Linked DNA regions of Mus musculus: all the other regions are linked to region 2. A link is a contact called in public HiChIP or PLAC-seq and promoter capture Hi-C data. All regions are on one chromosome and are shown on one strand. The core of a region is the stretch at or near the end of the contact, and the rest is flanking DNA. Distances in the headings are between cores, read along the strand shown. Region 1 overlaps Ggta1 (glycoprotein galactosyltransferase alpha 1, 3). Region 2 has its middle 14 kb from the start of Gm39795. Region 3 holds the start of Cntrl (centriolin).

Evidence for each region. Promoter capture Hi-C pulls out the DNA fragments that hold promoters and counts their contacts. HiChIP or PLAC-seq counts read pairs in DNA pulled down with a chosen protein or histone mark.
Region 1: a BATF HiChIP or PLAC-seq map of CD8 T cells shows a contact between it and region 2, with 5 read pairs. The contact joins two enhancer-like sites. A contact is called at or near these places in 1 of 39 promoter capture datasets (liver), 3 of 115 datasets of contacts at active chromatin or transcription factors (CD8 T cells, effector CD8 T cells and memory CD8 T cells) and 3 of 9 other capture datasets (adipose tissue, embryonic stem cells and liver).
Region 3: a promoter capture Hi-C map of pre-B cells shows a contact between it and region 2, with 3 times the contacts expected there. The contact joins the promoter of Cntrl here to the enhancer-like site in region 2. A contact is called at or near these places in 2 of 39 promoter capture datasets (liver and pre-B cells), 1 of 484 Hi-C or Micro-C datasets (LSK cells), 1 of 115 datasets of contacts at active chromatin or transcription factors (the SCID.adh cell line) and 2 of 9 other capture datasets (adipose tissue and pancreatic islet).

The regions. Positions count from the first base shown.
Region 1 is chr2:35,410,032-35,413,782 of GRCm38.p6, forward strand. It overlaps Ggta1 (glycoprotein galactosyltransferase alpha 1, 3), which reads right to left. Exons shown (of 8, transcript NM_001145821.2): 6 at 3,295-3,396. Among named protein-coding and RNA genes, the nearest start is that of 4930402F06Rik, 15 kb to the left of the region's middle. Within about 2 kb of position 1,925, at least 24 of the 459 cell types and tissues checked have an H3K27ac peak or open chromatin away from gene starts, as enhancers often do. A contact at or near this core is called in CD8 T cells and memory CD8 T cells, where this site is marked.
Region 2 is chr2:35,257,484-35,261,382 of GRCm38.p6, forward strand. It overlaps a transcript of Gsn not described here. Among named protein-coding and RNA genes, the nearest start is that of Gm39795, 14 kb to the right of the region's middle. Within about 2 kb of position 2,423, at least 86 of the 459 cell types and tissues checked have an H3K27ac peak or open chromatin away from gene starts, as enhancers often do. A contact at or near this core is called in CD8 T cells, the SCID.adh cell line, memory CD8 T cells and 1 more, where this site is marked.
Region 3 is chr2:35,107,977-35,111,781 of GRCm38.p6, forward strand. Cntrl (centriolin) reads left to right here and starts at 1,520. Exons shown (of 44, transcript NM_001379274.1): 1 at 1,520-1,653; 2 at 3,579-3,805. The coding sequence starts at 3,610.

The DNA.
Region 1 (3,751 bases), core at 675-3,174, 150 kb after region 2:
TAGGATTTGAAAAAGTTAAAGTTACAAAATGGCACCCAGTTCTTCCCCTGAGAACCTTCAGTATAGTGGGTGCTCAACCCTGCCATGCCACTCCTCAGCTCTGTGGCCTCTCGGGCCCTACTGGCTTGAAACTGAGTGGAAACCCAGTGTCCACCTTGGCTATTTGAAAGTGAGAACCTCCTTTGAGCAGGAAGACAAAACAGCGCTATTAAAAATTAAAGCAAAATTAAAAATTGAAACATTCTATTTCCCGGTCATTAATTGTTCAGTTCCACTGGCAATTTCAGCATGTCAGTGGCGCGTGACGGAGAAGCCAGACAACAGCCTGGAAGTGCAGGTGGGAGCAGGTGGGAGGCAGGATGAGGGGACTCCAGTTTCTAGGGGGAAACTGTGCCTGAAGCAAGCTCAGTCATCAAAACCCACAAGCACATCCCCTCAAAGAAGCCACTGTGATACTATCAACTGCCTGAGCCAAGACCGCCATGATAAGGTTCTAAAGAGCGGGAGGAAACGGTGCTATGTGACACTCAAATGCCCTTCCTTCTGCACTGGGCACTCAAACTGTGTGACCTCTGTATGGCCAGGTCCACCATAGGGGGCAAAAACTTCAGGAAAATGACCACCTCCTGCAATAGAGCATCCGGGTCTCTAGGTTACTAGGAGTTCATGCCCAACTGTATGTCTTCATGCACAGGTACATTAGTGGTATCCACGGGTTAGCTAGAGGAAGTATTACAATTCTGTGTATTAGGCTGGACAGGTGGCTCGGCAGGCAAAGGCACTTTCGTGGGAGCTGACAGCCAGAGTTTGATCCCAGGAACACACACAGTGGAAGGAGAGAACCAACTCCCACAGGTTGTCCTCTGACTTATACATGCGGGCCTTGCCACACACAAATAAATGAATCGATGTTTAAAATTCTTATGAAGCACACAGTAGACTGAGGAAAGATGTGGAACACACATCACACAAGCTGTACAATCCCAATAGAGAGGTAATGTCAGCACAAACAGCGGAGGTGGCTATGGAAGGGAGAGAGGCTGTGGAAAGAATCTGAGAGGGAGAATTGATAATAGAATTTTACTGTTGGTGGACAACGGAAAACTTCTCCCAGGCTAGGACTGAGGTATTTAAGAAGATGGGAAATGAGAAAGAAGAGGTTGGGGCGGAGCTGAGATATCTACAGCAGCCATCTCTAGCTGTCTAGCCCTGGGTTTGTGGGGGGGCGGGGGTGTCTTACCTCCATAGGCACCATCTCTAGCTGTTTAGCTCTTAGACATCATCCCCATAGCTGCCATCTCTAGCTGTCTAGGCCCCGGACCTCATCCCCATCTAAGAGGCTTAGCAAAGCTGCAGTGCTCCCAACATTTTACACTCATAGTGTCCCAGGCAGCTACTCCATGCCCAGCCTATGGTAAGATACGGGCAGGATGGAATTCTCAGTCTTGCACACTGGCATGAATCTCCTGAGAACTCAGTGGACTTGCCAGAACATCTCCAGTTTCTCCAGAGCCTGAGCTCCGTCAAAAAGAACGAGGCACTGTTCTCTCCTTCCTCTACAGCTGTGCCTCACCCCTTGAGAGGTCTCTTTCTCTGCCTGCTCCTCCAGGGCTGAGACAGAACACACCCGGTCCTACTCCTCTGCCCCAATGACCTCATCTGTGACTACAGATCTCCCTGCTACCTGTAGCCTGATGACACCTCACCTTCTGTCTTCAGCTCATCTTCAGCCAAGCTCATGAGCAGCTGAGGCTTTCCACCCAGAAACTCCTTAACACATACACGACACAGTGCCACCTCTCAGGTCCTAAGCCTGTGGCAGTTCCTAATGTCCATTTCCTAGAAGAACCATCAATCACAAGTCTCCCAGGGCTGACAGTCGCCCTGGGCAGCTCTGATCACACCTTTCCCGTCAGCTGATCACATGACCTTAACATCTACTGCCCTCTAGGACTATGACGTACACACACCCCACCCCTCTACCCACTCCCCACTTCCTGCCCATCCCGTCTCCTCCCTTCTTTCCTGTCTTCTTTCGATATTAGTCCTTGGGATCAACCCAGGGTCGCATGCATGCTAACTACATACTCCGCTACTGAGCTAAGAAACCCCAGTTCTGAGATGAGGAACTTCTTAAACGTATCATAGTGTCCCCAACACAGTGCCTAACACAGTATCTTTTAAAGCTTTAATTTGAAAGAACTACAAGTTTGGTTGTGATCAAGTGAAGAAATAGTTTATATTATATGCAAATAATACACATATGCACAGAAACAAAACTCTACTTACAAACACTCATCCTTAGGGTATGCACTTTGATCATCTCTTATACTTCAATGCTATGTGTAGGTGTGTGTGTGACGTGTATGTAGTGTGTGGGCATGCAGATTCCACAGCCCACATGTGGAGGTCAGAGGACAACCACAGGTGACAGTTCTCACTTCCCACCATGTTTGAGGCAGGGTTTCTTGGGGGTTCCCACTTCCTAAAGCAGCCTGACTGACCTAAGACCTTCCAGGGATTCTCTTGTCTGTATTTCCACCTTTATGCTTGGGCTCACACACGCAGGCCACTGCATCTGGCTTCACACAGCTTCCAGGGGTCTGACCTCCAGTTTGCACACTAGCACGGCAAGTGCTTTGCCCGCTGCACCAACGCTACCATTCCTTGCTTGTTTTTAAAGTCTGTTTAGGCTTGATACTTCGGCTGCTTTCTGAGAACGTGAGTGGGTAGCGAGCAGCAGTTTGGAAAACACCAGCTACCATTTCCTAGTTTCTGATAGACACGCGTTCTCTGCTTGTGTACGGAGTGGATTCCTGGCTCTGGGATCTCCTAGCTCATAATTTCTACCTCATGGATATGTTTTAGCTGAATCTAGAGAGAGTTTTCTTGGCTCACCCTAGACCTTGTCATTTTCTCAGCAGCATCCTATGTGGCCTGTAAAGTCCTTAACACCCAGTGTTTATGTTTAACCTACCACTGGCCATTTCCTGCTGCAATTACCACAGTGTTCAGTCTGGTTCAAAGCACCCAGATCTTAGTTTCTTAGCCAAAGCCCATTGAGGAAGGTCTACCCACTCCTGCCAGCATCCCCTCCTGCCAGCACCCCCTCCTGCCAGCATCCCCTCCTGCCAGCACCCCCTCCTGCCAGCATCCCCTCCTGCCAGCACCCCCTCCTGCCAGCACCCTCTCCTGCCAGCACCCCCTCCTGCCAGCACCCCCTCAGCACTCCCCTCAGCATCTCCTCAGAACCCCACTCAGCACCCCCCACCCCAATCTCCTGTCTGTCCTTACTTTGGATTGAACCAGTCCCATAGCTGAGGCTCTTCAATGCGATCTCCATTTCTACCCTTTTCTCTCCGTCCTTCTACGTTGTCTTCTTGATAACTGTGGGTCCTGTGGACAAAGGTAGGACAAAGTTGGTAAGGACAGGTGGCTTCCATGACTCGTGTCTCAAGGGAAAGAAGGCATCACTCACACCACTGGGTGGACTGGAGGACTCAGGGCACTGACCCCTTGATCCCTACACACTTCTGATAAAAGGTACAGCATTTGCCTCTCTGGCCACCATGTGGGTCAGGGGCTGAGGTTCCAGTGACCCTGTAACCCTCAGTTATTTCAGAAGTCGGTGAGATGTTTCAGAACAGTACTCCAAGGGACATTTCTGTTCTGTGTCTATTCTGAAATTTCCACTTCAGCCTGAACTTCACCCTTAACTGGAGAAGAAAGGGCAGAGGAAGGAGGAAGGCAG
Region 2 (3,899 bases), core at 1,173-3,672:
AGTTGCACCGCATTTCTGAGTGTGACCCAAAGGCCTGAGTCACACAGTGAGACCGTGGCAGGGGATAGACCCAGGTCCAGCCCACTCTTTCTGACTTCTGTGAGACCTTAGACTCTATGCTGTAAAGGCCAGAGGCCCCACCCTGTCCCCTACAGTTGGGGATGAGGTTGCTATTCCTTGGAGGATTTTGAAGTAAGGATGATGAAGGATGTGAACAAGGGACCAGTGGCTTCCAGCTTCTTTCAGACTCTTTCCCTTCCTTGGGCCTCCCTATTTGTAAATGCCAGGGAAAATCATAAAGAGCCAAGGGAGCTTGGCTTGGCACTTGTGTAAATTACACAGCAGCAAAGGTTTCCGTGTGAACCAGGGGAGGGAGTTTACTCCAGAATTTTCCATAGTCTTTTTATTAGGGACTCTCAGAGCCAGGGGAAGCTCGCCTGTCAATCTGTTTCCTTCCCTCCTACCCTGATGTGGCATTCTCTGGCTTGTGCTCTGGTCCTGACCTTGGAGGGGCCCAGGAGCCCTAAGGAGAGCTCCCTAAACTTCTAATCTTGACACATCTAGGTGATAGTTTCTTCAGCCATGTAAGAGCGGGTGACTAATTGTGTCTGGGTGAGCCAGGCCTTGGAAATGAGTAACAGTTTGCCAGGGGAAGAGGGCTGGGGAAGGAGCTATTCTAAGAAGCAGGGAAGCTTGTGCAAAGGCACTGAGCATCCTTCATGACTAGAATGGAGGGCACAGGGTTGGAGTCCTGGGACTGAGAGTGTTAGGTGAAGGCAGAACTGACAAGGATACTGGGACAAGTTTGTCACCAGGGCAGTGACCAAGAACTCTCATTGACGCAGTGACTGAGGTGGGAGTTCATGGGGAGGCCCTGAGGAGGTGGCCTGGTAGTCAGCAGGCAGATCCAACCCAGAGCAATGCCTGCTGGGCAGATCAATGGCAGATCCTGGAAACTCAGCTTCAGGTTTATGGGAGCTGGACATTTTATCTGAAAACAGATGAGGCGAAGCTCGCAGGTAGATACTGTTACGGTTAGTGTCTCCCTGTTGCTGTTTTTCTTCTTAAGAAAATAATTCTAAATTAAAAGAGACTATAGCTATGAATCGAGGGACAGTCAGTCACATAGGCTGCCTTGTCTTGGTTGTCCCACTGTGAACAGTGGTCTGTGCAAGGACACGCACTGTTACAGGGAGAACTGTACACAGGAGGGAGGACGTGGTGTTTCCTGGTCATCTGGAGCCTGTGGGTTCCTCCCCCTAACTCCAGAAGGGAAATTTGGCTCTTAGATGACATGTTGTCTGGCCATAGAGATGGTATCATTCAGGCCTGTAGCGCTTTGCTGAGACATTGATCTCTGGTTTTCTTCAAGGAAACTCTTCTGGCCCCAGCCCACAATTTTTGAGTATTTGCTGACTGGAGGTGATAAGTTAGAGGGCAAGAGAATGAAAGAGAAATTACAAGTGATAGCTTAGGTGTGTGTGTGTGTGTGTATGTGTGTGTGTGCACGTGTGTGCATGTGTGTACTCTGGTGTGCATCCATCAGTGCATTCACAGAGGCCAGAGGTCAATTCCAAACATCTCCTATCACTTTTTACTTTATTTTTTATTACGTTTGTATTTGCTATTAATTTATTATTACTGTGTGGGTGTGTGATATATGTGTGTGGGCACACACATGGAAGTCTGAGAACAGCTTTGTAGAGTCCATCTCCCTTTCCACCTTTACTTGGGTCCTGGGAACCAAACTCTGGTCATCAGGTGTGTGTAGGAAGTGGTCACTCTGCTTAGCCATTTCTCTGGCCCCTCTGTGAACCTGGTGTTCAGCAATTCAGTAGGCTGACTGGCCAAGGAGCTCCAGGGATCTACGGGTCTCTCTAGTCCCCTGACTTCAGCCCTGGAGATACAGATGTGCCTCCCCCCTCCCCTGCCCTCGCCTGCAGCTGTTACATGTGTGCTGGGGCCTTGGCATGCACAGTTCGGGAACGCTGGAGAGGCCTCGGGACTATTTATAAACACATATGTTCTTTACCATCAACAGGTCTGCAGAGTGTGGATCAGTCTCCTATCTATTTTTAGGAAATTAATGCTCCTGGACCCAGGCAAGGTCTTTTGTTAGCTGGGCACCCAGCCAGAACTGCATTCTTCCTTTCTACTGTTTGACAAACTCTTAGACATCCCCAAGAAGCGCTGGAAAGGGAGTCGCCCTGTTACCTTGTAAGAAAATGTGGGCTGAAGCAGAGAAAAGCGGGTCCCAGGAGTTACGTGTGGTGGTGGGGGGTGGGGGTGGGGGTAGCTGGGCCATCAATGTTTAGGCAGCCGAGGGAGGTTAAGTAAAAATATCTCCTTCCTTCCAGCTGAATGAGCGTGTGTCATATTTCAGCCTGATGTGGTTTGTGAACTTGGAGACCACAGGCAGGCTTAGTTCCTTCTGCCTCTGACTTCCCCTCCCCCTCTTCTTGAGAGACGTGCCTACTTGCTCCTGCCCTGCCTTGGACCACAGGGGCAATTGCAGGGTAGGGGAGAGAAAAGCAGAGGGTGTGGTGGGTGAGGCTAGGCAGCTAAAAGCCTGGGTTGGGGTCCCTGTCTGTGCGCTGACAAAACGAAGGGTAAGGTTTGGTGCCGGCGTGCTTTTTTAATGGACTCCAGCTATCCTAAAACTCACTCTGTAGATCAGGCTGGCCCGGAACTTAGAGAGATCCACTTGCCTCTGCTCCTGAATGCTGGTATTAAAATTGTGTCCCAACATATCTGATCAGTTTTCGGCTTTGTTTTGTTATTTTTTTATTTTTTCTGGTTATTGTCTCTCCTAATCTGGCTTTTTTGAGAAGACTCCAGAAGGGTCTGAGCCATGGAGCCTGGTGGGAAACTGTTATGAGGGAGCCTGGCTGGAGGGAGTGGGCTTCCTTTATTTTGCTAAGTTGGTTAAGCAAAGGGTGTCTCGTTACTTTCCAACCTCAACAGATCTATCATTTGGTTCAAGTACTTATCAAGCAAAAGATATATATATTCCATGTAAGTCAGCCTTGAGGGTGGGGCTCTTGATTTCTCTGTTGTAGAGGCTGTGGCTGTGGCTGGGCTGGGCTGAGTAAATACTAATTAAATTTGCAGGGTGGCTTAGTGGCCTGACTGGGGGATGTGCTTCATCTCTTCATGGGCCTTCCTTCCTCATGGTAACAAGAGCTTGTGATAGAAAATTTGGAAAATGAATTTCTTTTAAAGGATAAAACCAAAACCAACTAAACAAAACCAAAGAACTATCCATAACTGCCACCACTACAAAATTTGGTATGTTTCCTTCCTGTATTTTCCTTCTTAAAAAAGATTTATTTCATTATTTTTATGTGTATATAATTGTTATCTGTCCATTGCCTGTCCATGGAGTAAGTCCATCCTAGTGAGCAATTTTTTAATATGTTCTTTAAAAATTTTTATTTACATTTGTGTGTGTGTGTGTGTGTGTGTGTGTGTACATGCCAAGGCAGGGGAACAGAGGTCAGAAGACAACTTTATGGAATATATTCTCTCCACCCTGGGGGTCATGAGTCTTGCAGTAAATGCTTCCACCCACCGAGCTACTGCTTGCCCCTGAGTTCTTCCTTCATTATTACAAATGGAGCTCCTGGCTCAGTTGTGATGTGTTTTATAGCTTTTGTTACATTTTGCCAAATTGTTACTCAGGAAGAATAACAGTGGTCCCTGTTCCTAGCACACTTGGTGGGGAAATGGTATTCTTGAAGGAGTACTGTAGCTGGGTATCTAAAGTCTAGCTGTTCTAGACTTCTGATCCAGGGACCACTTTCCTAAAACATTAGACTTCAGTTCATTCTCTCAACAAATCTTTTGCACAGCCAAGTATCAGAAAAAGGTAGAGTTGAGATTCTAGGTCAAAGAGCAGA
Region 3 (3,805 bases), core at 270-2,769, 150 kb before region 2:
ATGCCATTACAGATTAGGGAAAACAATCATGAGTTTGTGCAATTAATCCAAGTCTCTGGCTGAAAGACAAGTACCAAAGACCAGAATCTCACCAATGTACACTGAACTAATACCTAACATCTGAACTTTGTCTGAAAATAGGTCCAAAGTCCTTTCAAGGTTAAATAGATCTTTGCATAGAGTTTGCTTTCCAACAGCCAAAAATTGTGCTGCAAAGTTGCGGAGAAAGAGAGGACCATGCCCACCAGATCCAATAGTGCCTCCTGCTGGAAATGATCAGAACTTCCCATTAGGTCAAACGACCTCAGCTTCTACAAACAGGCTTCATGCTGCTTAAAAGGTTCCCCTTCATATTTAGCGTCACCACACCAGACGTTTGCATAATTCATACTGAACTGCATTTGTGCATTACTTATGTTTTCTTCAAACCGCCCTGAATTACTTAATGTCCAGCTCATTGCCAACTTTCCCAATCCTTCCTGGGGTTTGTACAAGCTGTTCTCTTTGCCAAGCAAACACCTGCCCTTGGTTAAACTCTTCTTTCAGAGTTAAGATGAAAGTTGACTTCTAAGAAGTCTTGCTTAATGATAAAAATTAGACTTATCAGCTACTGTTCTAAGTTCTTTCAAATCATTAAGGTTAACTGCTGGAAATGGGGACGATTATATGTTACATGAGAGTAGAAATTGAGGCAGAAAGGAAATTTGTAAAAGTGTTAGAAAAATGAGCCAGGAAGTTTGTGGTAAAGAAAGGAAACGTTAATGCCTGACTGGAGAACAAGGTAGTTAAGAAAGATGATGGAGAGGGTGCAGAGATGGCTCAGTGCTTAAGAGCATATAACTGCTCTTCCAGAGGCCCCAGGTTCGATTCCTCTACCCAAATGGCAGCTCACAAAGGTCTGTACCTGCAGTTATGTGGGATCTGATGCCCTCTTCTGGCCTCCGCAAGCACATGGTGCAGACAATTAGGAAATACAGTAGAAGGCTGCTCTTTGGGGCATGATCTGCTCAAGTCTCTGTAAATGCTTGCTTTAGTTCTTTTGTACTAACATAAGGGGCACTCTTGGACTGTGAATCCTAGGATCATATAGCTCAAGTGAATGGTCACTGGAGCCCAAGCAGTCTTGAGGTGCAGCCACGTCCGGCTCGATCAGTTTCCAAGTATGACAATTTGCCTCCAAAATAGTCGCGTAAAGGATAGTGTGCATCGAGACACGGGAGAGCTCAAGGCCTGCCTTCCATCATCCCAAGATCGAATGCTGTGAACATCTCCATACTGGTTCCTCCGGTTGTTGCCTTAGGGAGAGGAACGTAAGCCTTCCCCCATTGCTTCAGTGGAAAAAATCTCTCCTCACAGACTCGGCGCCCAGAGGGCTGACCACAGCCCGCCAGGTTCATACCCGGAAGCTTCGCACCCCCAAATTGAGCGCGCGCAGAGGCGGCAAGGGTGGCGGGAAGCGCCTCCGCCCCGTCCCGTCCACTAGTCCGTGTCGGGGGCGTGGCGATAACAAGCCCCGCCCACACCAAGCTGGCCCTCTCGGCAACCGGCACAACACAACAAAATGGCTGCTGTGCTGTCGGTCTCCTGAGGGGAAGTATCCCGGCGTCTCCGCCTCGCCCCTCCCGCTAGGCCGTTCCTTCCCGTGCTGAGGCGGTGAGTGTACTTCGGCGTCCGGACCGAGCCTGGGTGGCGGGCGGCAAAGGCCGGAAAGCCCTGGTCCAGCGTGAGGTGTGCCGGCTCCGGACGCATTCGGGGCGGGGGAGTGTGCTTGGAAAGGGGATTGGACGGGAAGGAGGAGGGCCGGGGCCGGCGTGGGCAGGGGAGGGAGGGCAGGGGAGGAGAGGCGTGCACAGCCTAGGTCGGGGCGCTGCTGAGTCGCAAAGTTGGGGTGCGGCGCTTAGAAGGATGAGGTTCCCGCAGAGAGGGAAGAGTGCCGGGGTGTGTCACCGTCTGCGGGATAACTGCGATGGAGATGGGCTGGCGGTCCTGAGGGCTCTGCTGTTTAACCTCAGTTCTGTGACTCTGAGCTTGTTCCTTTTTTCCTTTTTGAAGCATGTGTGGATGATGGGGGTGGGGGGACGGACACGGGACACATATCGTGATGCGCATATGGAGGGCAAAGGACAACTTTGTGGAGTCGGGTTTTCTCCACTTTTCCGTGGGCTACAGATACAGAACTTAGAACGTCAAATTAGCACAGAAAATGCCCTTACCCACCGAGCCATCTCACTGGGGCTCTGGGCATGTCCCTTAACCACTTCCTAGATGTCTTAGTTAAGGTTTCCATTGCTGTGGTAAGACATTGTGACAGAAAGCAACTCCGGGAGGAAAGGGTTTATTTGGCTCCCATGTCTCTGGTTGCAGTGCATTCTATATCACTAGACAATTCAATTATTTTGTATCCTACATCATAGTCTTCTCTTAAAAAATCTGAAATTATAAACCATCTAGAATTATTCTTATCAAATCCTCATTAAATTATTATGAGGTCCTATGTTACTTCCCCTGATTAGTAAATTATTACTTCTAAGTAATGATTCCTATAGAATTAGGGAAGTATTCAGTGGGTTCCAGAAACCTGGATCACTGAAAGATTAAGTGATGGTTCCACACCCCTGCTTCCCTCCCTGAGTTGCCATAGCTCCTGTGAAGTCTGCATGTAGAAACACACACTATCTCATAGGCTGACCCTCTCAGTGAATCAGGGTTCTGAGAATGGACAGCACTTATGGACAGAAATAGAATCTGCAAGGACAGCTTCGTTGGTTGCAGATGAGCATTTGTCTTATTTGAAGATGGTCTGATACCACACTCAGCTAGTTTTTTCAAAAGTATATTGTTAAACTGGGCTTTCAGTTTCGTTTTGTACATGAAGGTAGTATTTGGCTATAGGGAAACTCAAGGCCAAAGGAAAGCAGCCTCAGGCCAAATTCAACTTATATAAAGATTTGTATGCAACATTCTATTACAATATCCTTTTCTGATACCAACTTGTCATTGGATTGAAAACTACTTAATATACTATCTCACTAAATATTTTTTTTCCTAAAAATTAGCTGTACGTTTGAGAACTGAGGGTCTACATTAGGTTGCCCAAGGTGATGTTTAAAGGGAACAAAAAGGAATTGTGGAGGAGCGCTGACATTTAGAGGAAGTAGAGGAACATGAGCCAGCAAAGGAGGCCATGGAGTAGAACAGGGTTATGTCAGTAGAGCATGGTGTCCCAGACCAGCTTCTGGGAGGATAGAGTGCTTACAAGTGTTGGTTGTCAAATATTCCTGTATGTGACCTTGTATGGAAAGGACCTGTGAAAAGTTTGAGCTGATAAACTGAGAAAAGAAGTAACTAGGGACACTCTGAGCTGAGCATGTGTCAATGACAGGCCTTCCAGGTCTCCTTCTGTGGAGGCTGATCAGAGGTTAAGGAAGCACTGGTCCATAAGCTTGGAGAAGTGTGGGCAGAGTCTATTCCATAGCCTTCCCGTTGACAGCATATGATCTGATAGCTCTAGAGAGAATGTAACACTCTCAGTAGCTGTGGAGACTTAGCCTTGTTAAAGACCTCGGAAACTCTTACAGGTTTTGATGGCCACCTGGTTTTATTCTTGCAATGAAGAAAGGTTCTGAACGAAGGCTCTCCAAAGCAAAGATGCCGCTGTCATCTCATTTTCCTGGGCCATCATCTCTTAGGTCCAGCATGCGATCTAGGTCCCTTTCACCTTTAATTGGATCTGAGACTCAGCCTTTACATCCTGGCGGACAGTGGCCTGCACAGGCTGAGCTGACAGATGAAAGCACTGTGCCTT